2 separate regions of the Sus scrofa genome follow, and region 2 is linked to region 1. A link is a contact called in public HiChIP or PLAC-seq data. All regions are on one chromosome and are shown on one strand. The core of a region is the stretch at or near the end of the contact, and the rest is flanking DNA. Distances in the headings are between cores, read along the strand shown.

What was found. HiChIP or PLAC-seq counts read pairs in DNA pulled down with a chosen protein or histone mark.
Region 2: an H3K27ac HiChIP or PLAC-seq map of skeletal muscle shows a contact between it and region 1. The contact joins the enhancer-like site here to the promoter of SPRED2 in region 1. A contact is called at or near these places in 5 of 47 Hi-C or Micro-C datasets (fibroblasts, heart right ventricle, liver and 2 more) and 2 of 2 datasets of contacts at active chromatin or transcription factors (alveolar macrophages and skeletal muscle).

The regions. Positions count from the first base shown.
Region 1 is chr3:76,526,038-76,529,508 of Sscrofa11.1, forward strand. It overlaps SPRED2 (sprouty-related, EVH1 domain-containing protein 2), which reads left to right and starts at 1,609. Exons shown (of 7, transcript XM_021087442.1): 1 at 1,609-2,288. The coding sequence starts at 2,263.
Region 2 is chr3:76,670,883-76,674,353 of Sscrofa11.1, forward strand. No RefSeq gene overlaps it. Among named protein-coding and RNA genes, the nearest start is that of ACTR2, 56 kb to the right of the region's middle. Within about 2 kb of position 1,764, at least 3 of the 83 cell types and tissues checked have an H3K27ac peak or open chromatin away from gene starts, as enhancers often do. A contact at or near this core is called in skeletal muscle, where this site is marked.

The DNA of each region.
Region 1 (3,471 bases), core at 359-2,858:
TTGGATTAGACCCCTAGCCTGGGAACCTCCATATGCTGCAAGAGCGGCCCCCCAAAAAAGGCAAAAAGACAAAAAAAAAAAAATCTCTGCGTATTGTCTCGGCACATTCAGGAGGATAGAAAAGTCTACTGTGTTTGGAGAACTGGAAAGGGCAGGGACTGTATCTCTTGCTCCCTAGTAAGACCCCAGAAGTAAATATCCAATGGCTATGGAATTTGTGGGACCCATGGCAAGGAAAACAATGTGGAGCTCCCTGTTCAAACACTATAAAGAATTTTAAGACTGCAACAGCAGAGCATCAAGCCAAGCAAAGATTCTGTGTGCAATTGTAAAGGTGGTCTGCCCATTGCCTAGACAGTGCTGTTTTAGAAAGCGGGAACCCACCCAGGCTCATGGTCCCAGGCCAAGGCAGGAAAATAATTTAAAGACAAAGGGGAGTGCATGGAGGGGAGACTCGAGGAGGTCTCCATCTTCCCATCTCACTGTGCCAAAGCCCATGTGGATGGTAACCTCTGGCCCAGGATCGGCGGCCTTCAAGGGCCTGGGTCAAGGACCATCCTCCACCAGCTTGAGAGAGATTTACTGAACAACTAAAAAACCATATTTGGATTTACTTTTTTTTTTTTTCCTTTTTTGTCTTTTTTTAGGGCCGCACCAGCGGCATATGGAGGTTCCCAAGCTAGGGATCTAATCAGAGCTGCTGCCGCGGCCTAAGCCAGAGCCACAGCAACGCGGGATCAGAGCCGCGTCTGCGACCTACACCACAGCTCACGGCAACGCCTGATCCTTAACCCACTAGAGCAAGGCCAGGGATCGAACCACAACCTCATGGTTCCTAGTCGGATTCGTTTCCGCTGGGCCACGATGGGAACTCCTGGGTTTACCTTTTTTTTTTTTATCGTGCTCGGGGCATATGGAAATTCGTGGACCAGGGATCCATCCCGCATCACAGCAGTGACCTGAGCAGCTACAGTAGCAATGCAGGATCCTTAACCCGCTGAGCCACAAGGGAACTCCTGGGTTTACGTTTTAACCTGGGAAAATCCATCATTTCTACTGGAATGCAAGTTTCTGGGCTTGTTGGATTTACCTTTTTTTATAAAATGCACAAAATAATGTTTCCTTTAGAATGCCCGTTCCCCTACCAAGAAAAAAAAATCACAAGATTTCATGTGTAACTGAAAAGCCTCTGCCATACAGAATCTTGGCAGAGGCACCTGTACCGCCTCCACCCTCCGGCCCCACGGTGGCGGGTAATTGGTCTTCTGAGCCGGAGCACCCCACCAGTCCCCTCCAGAGCTCTACGTCTACCCCCCTCCTCTCCTCACCCTCTGAATTTTAATCCAGGCGTTTGGAAGGAGGGAGGGAGCCAAACGGGAGCCAGATGTGTGCGAGTCCCCGGCTGCCGCCTCCTCCCTCCTCTCGGGCATTTTAAAACCCGGAGCCTAACTAAGGAGGATCCGGAGTCAGACGCGGCGCAAACAACTCCGCTCCCGGGCTCCTCCGGGAGTGGAAGCCAGGAGGGAGGGGGAAAGGAAGCCGAGCATGCTCAATAGGCGAGACAAAGTTTTTTTTTTTCTCCTTTTTTTTTTTTTTTTTTTTTTTTTTTTTTTTCGGTCGCAAGTAGGAAGCTTTTTGCACTCCACCACCTCTGGCGGCTGGGAAGACGTCATCGCTTCCGCCCTACTTCCTCCTCCTGTTGGCGGCGGTGAGAATCCAATATGGAGTAAATCGGTGGAGTCGAGAGATGGGGCTCGGACGGGGCGCCCTGCACCGCCTCCCAGGCGCACCTCCCCCGGCCTCCGACCGCTCCCCGGAACCGTGATTGGCCCAGCCCCCCGGGGGCGACCCAAGGCTGAGCCCCCACCGGCTGCTGGCCCTCTCCCGCTCTCCGCAGTCCCCGCCGCTCCACGGAGAGCTTGTTTTTCTCCTCCTCTCCCCCACCGCCGTCCCCTGCCCAAATCATTCCCCTCTGCCCGCTTCCGAACCCCGAGCCCCCGCCCGCCTCGACCCTCGGCGCTGCGGCGCTCGCTCCCCCCGACCCAAGCTTGCCTGTGCACCCCTTCCTCCAGACCTCACCCCGCGCTCCGGTCACCCAGCTTCCCCTTCTGCCTTCTGCGGCGCCCCCTTCATCTTTAGCACCCCCCCCGCCCCCACCAAATCAGGCGATCTCCGGAGATGTGAAGAAGGGGGGTGAGCGGACAGGAAGATGAAGGGAGCAAAGCTGCTCGCCGCGGGACAGGCGTCTAGGTGAACAGGAAAATGACCGAAGAAACACACCCGGACGAGTAAGTTTGGCCGCGGGGTGGAACGAGGGTGTCCCGCGGGGGCAGCGTGGAGTCCGGGGCTGAGGACGCGGGCGGGGACGCTGGTTGGGTGAACTTGGCGTGGGGTGCAGCGAATAGCTGGTCTGTGGGTTTAGGATGCGAGATTTGACCCCTTGTTGTTGAAGTGAGGAGGGGGCAAAAGCTGCTGCGGGCCGTTGGGGGCGCGCCTTGAGTCGGCGGGCTGGTGGCCGCTGCGGGGGCCAAGGGCGCGCGGGTGACCTCGGGGCTGTCCCCGCTCCCTCTCCGGGGACTCACAAACACCCCTCCCCCCGAGATCCTCGGCGGCGGGAGCGGAAGACCTGACACCCCCGCTCCGGCTCCCCGGCGTCGGTGGGTTTTAACACAGTGACTTTGTGACTCTCCCGCCCCGCTGCTCGCCCGACGCTCCTTTTGGGAGCCCTCTGGGGCCCAGGCTCCGCCATTTCGTTTTCTTGAATCGCTCTCATTTGCATACCACATTTTCATTCATAAAAAAACACGGCGGAGCGGAGAGAGGACTGGGCGCGGGCTGCGCGGGGGTCTGCGTGCGCCTGTGTCCCCGCGAGGGCCGGCGTGCAGGAGCTGCCCAGGGGTCTCGCAGCGCTTGTGAGTGAATTTGCACGCGCTGCCGGGCCCGGGACTGGCGCCCCCCGCGGGGTCTCTGCTGCTCCTGGGGGAGGATCCGAGGGTGTGCGGCGGGAGCGTGCGGGGCAGCGGGCGGGCGTGTGTATGTGTGTGTATATATGTGTGTGTGCGCGTGCACAAGCGTGCGTGCCCGGCCCGCGGGCCCGAGGGGAACAATGCTCTGGGCGCTTCGTAGTGGGGGCTCCCGGGCGGATTCACCGCCCACCGCGGGACCGGTGTCTTTCTCCAGCGCCCTGCCAAGGTGCACCTCCCTCCCGCCCTCCAGTCACGGAGTCGGGTTTGGCTTTCTTCCATCCGCGCCCGAGGCGTTTCCGATCGCGGGTACAACGGAGGGAGGGACGCCGGGCCCTTGCCTGAGGTCATCCGATCCGGGTCCGAGCGGTCACCACACCGCCACGGCCGCCGCTGCTCAGTGGCAGTGCCCGCCACCAGCCACTTTTTTTTTTTTTTTTTTTTTTTTTTTTTGTGAATAAGACGCTCTCCTTTATTGTCACATGATATCCCTCCCCTCCTCCCCTGC
Region 2 (3,471 bases), core at 514-3,013, 140 kb after region 1:
GTGGGTTGAGGATCTGGCGTTGCCGTGAGCTGTGGTGTAGGTTGCAGACATGGCTCAGATCCCGCATTGCTGTGGCTGTGGCATAAGCAGGCGACTACAGCTCCAATTAGACCCCTAGCCTGGGAACCTCCACATGCTGCAGGTGTGGCCCTAGAAAAGACAGAAATTCAATAAGTGAATAAATAAATAAATACCTGCTGAGCACTGTAATGGAGACCAGCAGGTTCCTGAACAGTATGTGCATGATCCAGCTTGATAAAAGAAGGACACACATGGCTGGCATGTTCATGTCCATCCACATAGAGAAAGAGGCTAGGGGGTGTCCACCAGGGTGATAATACTTATCTCTGGGCAATGCATTTGGGGTAGTTTTTTCCTTCCTTTTTTCTTAGCTTTATTTTTCAATTTTATCTTTCTATGTGTTTAAAAGGCCAAAAAAAGAAAAAGAAAAGAAAAGAAAAATAAAAAGAAAGCTCATATGTCAACAGAATCTGCCGTTGTCACTCCGTTCCTCATGTGTGACCTCAGTGCACACAAACTCTGGGGTTCCTCCTCTCGGAGATGCCCCACCTTCGCCCCTGCTGGAGATTCGCTGGGAATCAGCTCTGTTCCGTAGCTAGATTACAAGCCGCTGGAGAGCAAGTGAGCACCCTCTGTGTCAACCCTCCTCTGCGTCCTCCCGCGTGCCTGTGCGGTGCCTTGCACGCTGCAGCATCGTTATTTTTTATTGCTGCAGGTGCTAAATAAATCCTCAGTGACTGAGCTCAGAGCCAAACACATTTATCCTTGTCATCGCTCCAATTCTGTGTGGCTGGGATGGAGCCCAAAGCACTGGAGACGCAATAAATCTCTTCTTTGGGCCCCACCCATTTCTCCACCAAGCAGATGTGGTTGCCGGGAGCCAAGGTGGGGGTGCTGGGCTGAGGCCCTCTGAGTTGGGAGTCCTGGAGAAGGGCTGGTCGGCTTCACAAACTCTCTTCCCAGGAGGTGTGAGAGTTGGCTTTTGGCAGTGATTGCCCCAGAAGGAAGGGATGAGGCCCTGACCAGTTCCAAAGGCATCAGGTAAGCGCCATGCCTGGCCTCAGCCGTGCCTCGGCCCTTCCATCCCCATCACCATGAGCCGGGACAACTCACGTCACAGCTGGGGCCTCATCTTCCCCGCCCACGAAAGGGATACTAGCTCCTATATTTTGGATTCTCGTGAGGAAACAAATGAGATTATGCATGTATAACCCAACACAGAGCAAGAGCTTATAAGGATCCAGTGGCCCCTCTTAAAATGGTTTGAAAGTCCAAAGCCAGGCCTAAATCAGTAAGTGGCCTCCAGGGGGCTCAGAGTTCAGGGCTGGCTTAGTGCCTAGGACCCTTCCCCAGCCATCCAGGCGGCTGGGGATGTAACAGCATTTAAAGCCAGCTCTGGTTCTGACATGGATGGGGCCGTTCTTTCCCCTGTTTGCTGCAACCTTGAGTGGATTTGTGAAGCAGAAGCAGCACCCGTCAGGGCACAGAAGAGTAAGGCTGTGTTCAAGGCCACCCAGCATGAAAAATGGCTGCACGGGGGCCAGATGCTGCGGAGTTACTGCGCTGGGAGAGAATTCAGCATCCCTCCTAAGTCTCACCCCGATTTTGCTTTGCAGACTCTGGAATTTTCCATTCCATTTGTTTAATGCCATTTGCAGGGAAGGCTTCCCAGTGCATCTCGGGAAGGAATGTGCTGATGGTACTATATACAAACTTGCTTCTCCCCCGTCTTAGCCACACTAAGCGCCACGCCTTTAAGTAATTGTGACACATTCTTCTCAGGATATTTGAGGCACCGGGCAGAAGCCCTTGTGGCCTCCTTGCAGCTGCGTTCCTCCCAGACGGGGACCATGTCCCAGAGCTGGGGGCTGACTTGAAGGGGAAGTGTTTCTACCAAATTTTGTGGGTGATTTGGAGCCTCCTGTGCGTTCCCGTTTTTTGTTCTTCAAAATGCGGGGGGAGAAGGCTAGCTCCACTGGGGGCCGAGCGAATGTTTCTTGACATGAGGATGCTTGGTGATGGCCGCTGGAGGAACACAGCTGGGGATGGCGTGCAGCCATTTAGACACACTGGAGTTTCGCTTTTGACCTTTGGCTTCCACACAAGATTGAGGATAGAACACTTTTTCAAAGTCATTTTCTATTTACCTCACTAGTTCAAGGGCCATGGTGAAAGCGGGGAATCCAAAGTCTACCTAGACTCCTAGTTCTTATTTTGATTTATGCCAGTGGTTTGTAGCTTGTTTGTGTAACAAATATTTTGTAAACTCCCTTTAATATCCCAAATGAAATTCATGGATTATGTAAGCCATCTGTATACATTTTAAAAATATCTATGTAACACTCTAACACGGAGTTTTTAGTTGTATTTGGCTTTACCCACAGCATAGGCAAGTTCCAGGTACAGGGCTCTGATCCGAGCCACAGCTGCAACCTGTGCCAGATCCTTACCCACTGCACCACAATAGGAATGCTGAACACAAGAGTTTTTAACATGAGAACTACTGACATGGAGCCGTGGAACTTTACTTTTTTTTAATGGCCATTGCATCCAGCAGCTTGATGTGGGATCTCAGTTCTCAGACCAGGAATTGAACCTGTGCCCCTGAAGTGCACATGCCAAATCCTAACCACTACACCATCAGGGAACTCCCAGCCATGGATCTCTTCAAGTGCCATCCTGGGCCCCTTGTAGGAGGCTTAGCAGTATCCCAGGCCTCTACCCACTAAATGCCAGTAGTACCTCACCCCTAATTGTGACAACCAAAAAGTCTCCAGATATTGCCAATATGCAATTGCCAAGTGTCCCCTGGGGGTCAAAATCATCCTCCATTCAGAACCACTCCTCTAACATAAAAGATGATAAGGTATAATAAGGCAACACGTATTTCAATATTTAAATGCTCAAGCGCGACTGTAATGGGAGACACAACGAAGCAGCCAACAGCCTGCCCCTACTGACAGTGAAGGGGTTTAGACTTAAGAGAAGTGAGACCATCAGAAGCTCTATCTAGAAGAACAGAAAAAATGTAAGGGTAGACGTATGGATGGACATTAGAAGAGAAATGAGTGTTAGGCTAAGTAATAACAGGGAACACTTACCTGTACATAAGTGAAAGAATAAAATAACTATAATTAAAATGGAGATAGTATACTAAAACCAGTTATAGATGCAAAATTTTAAATGAGCTGGGACTTATAAATTAGTGCAGCATCAGGATGGTTCCCTATTTAATGACCAGGGGTATCGCTATAGTGATAGAATCTCTAGTATTTAACAAGAACTTGGGGCTGTATCTTATGAGAGAGTGGATTGAAATGGCCAAGTGGTGGGAAGACCTGTAGGGAAGTCATCAAAATAATGTTGAAAAGGAAAAAGCCAACTGAAAAAAATCTATAATTTGAAAGTGAAATTCTCACAACCTACATTTCTCATCATTGTGCCTGTGTG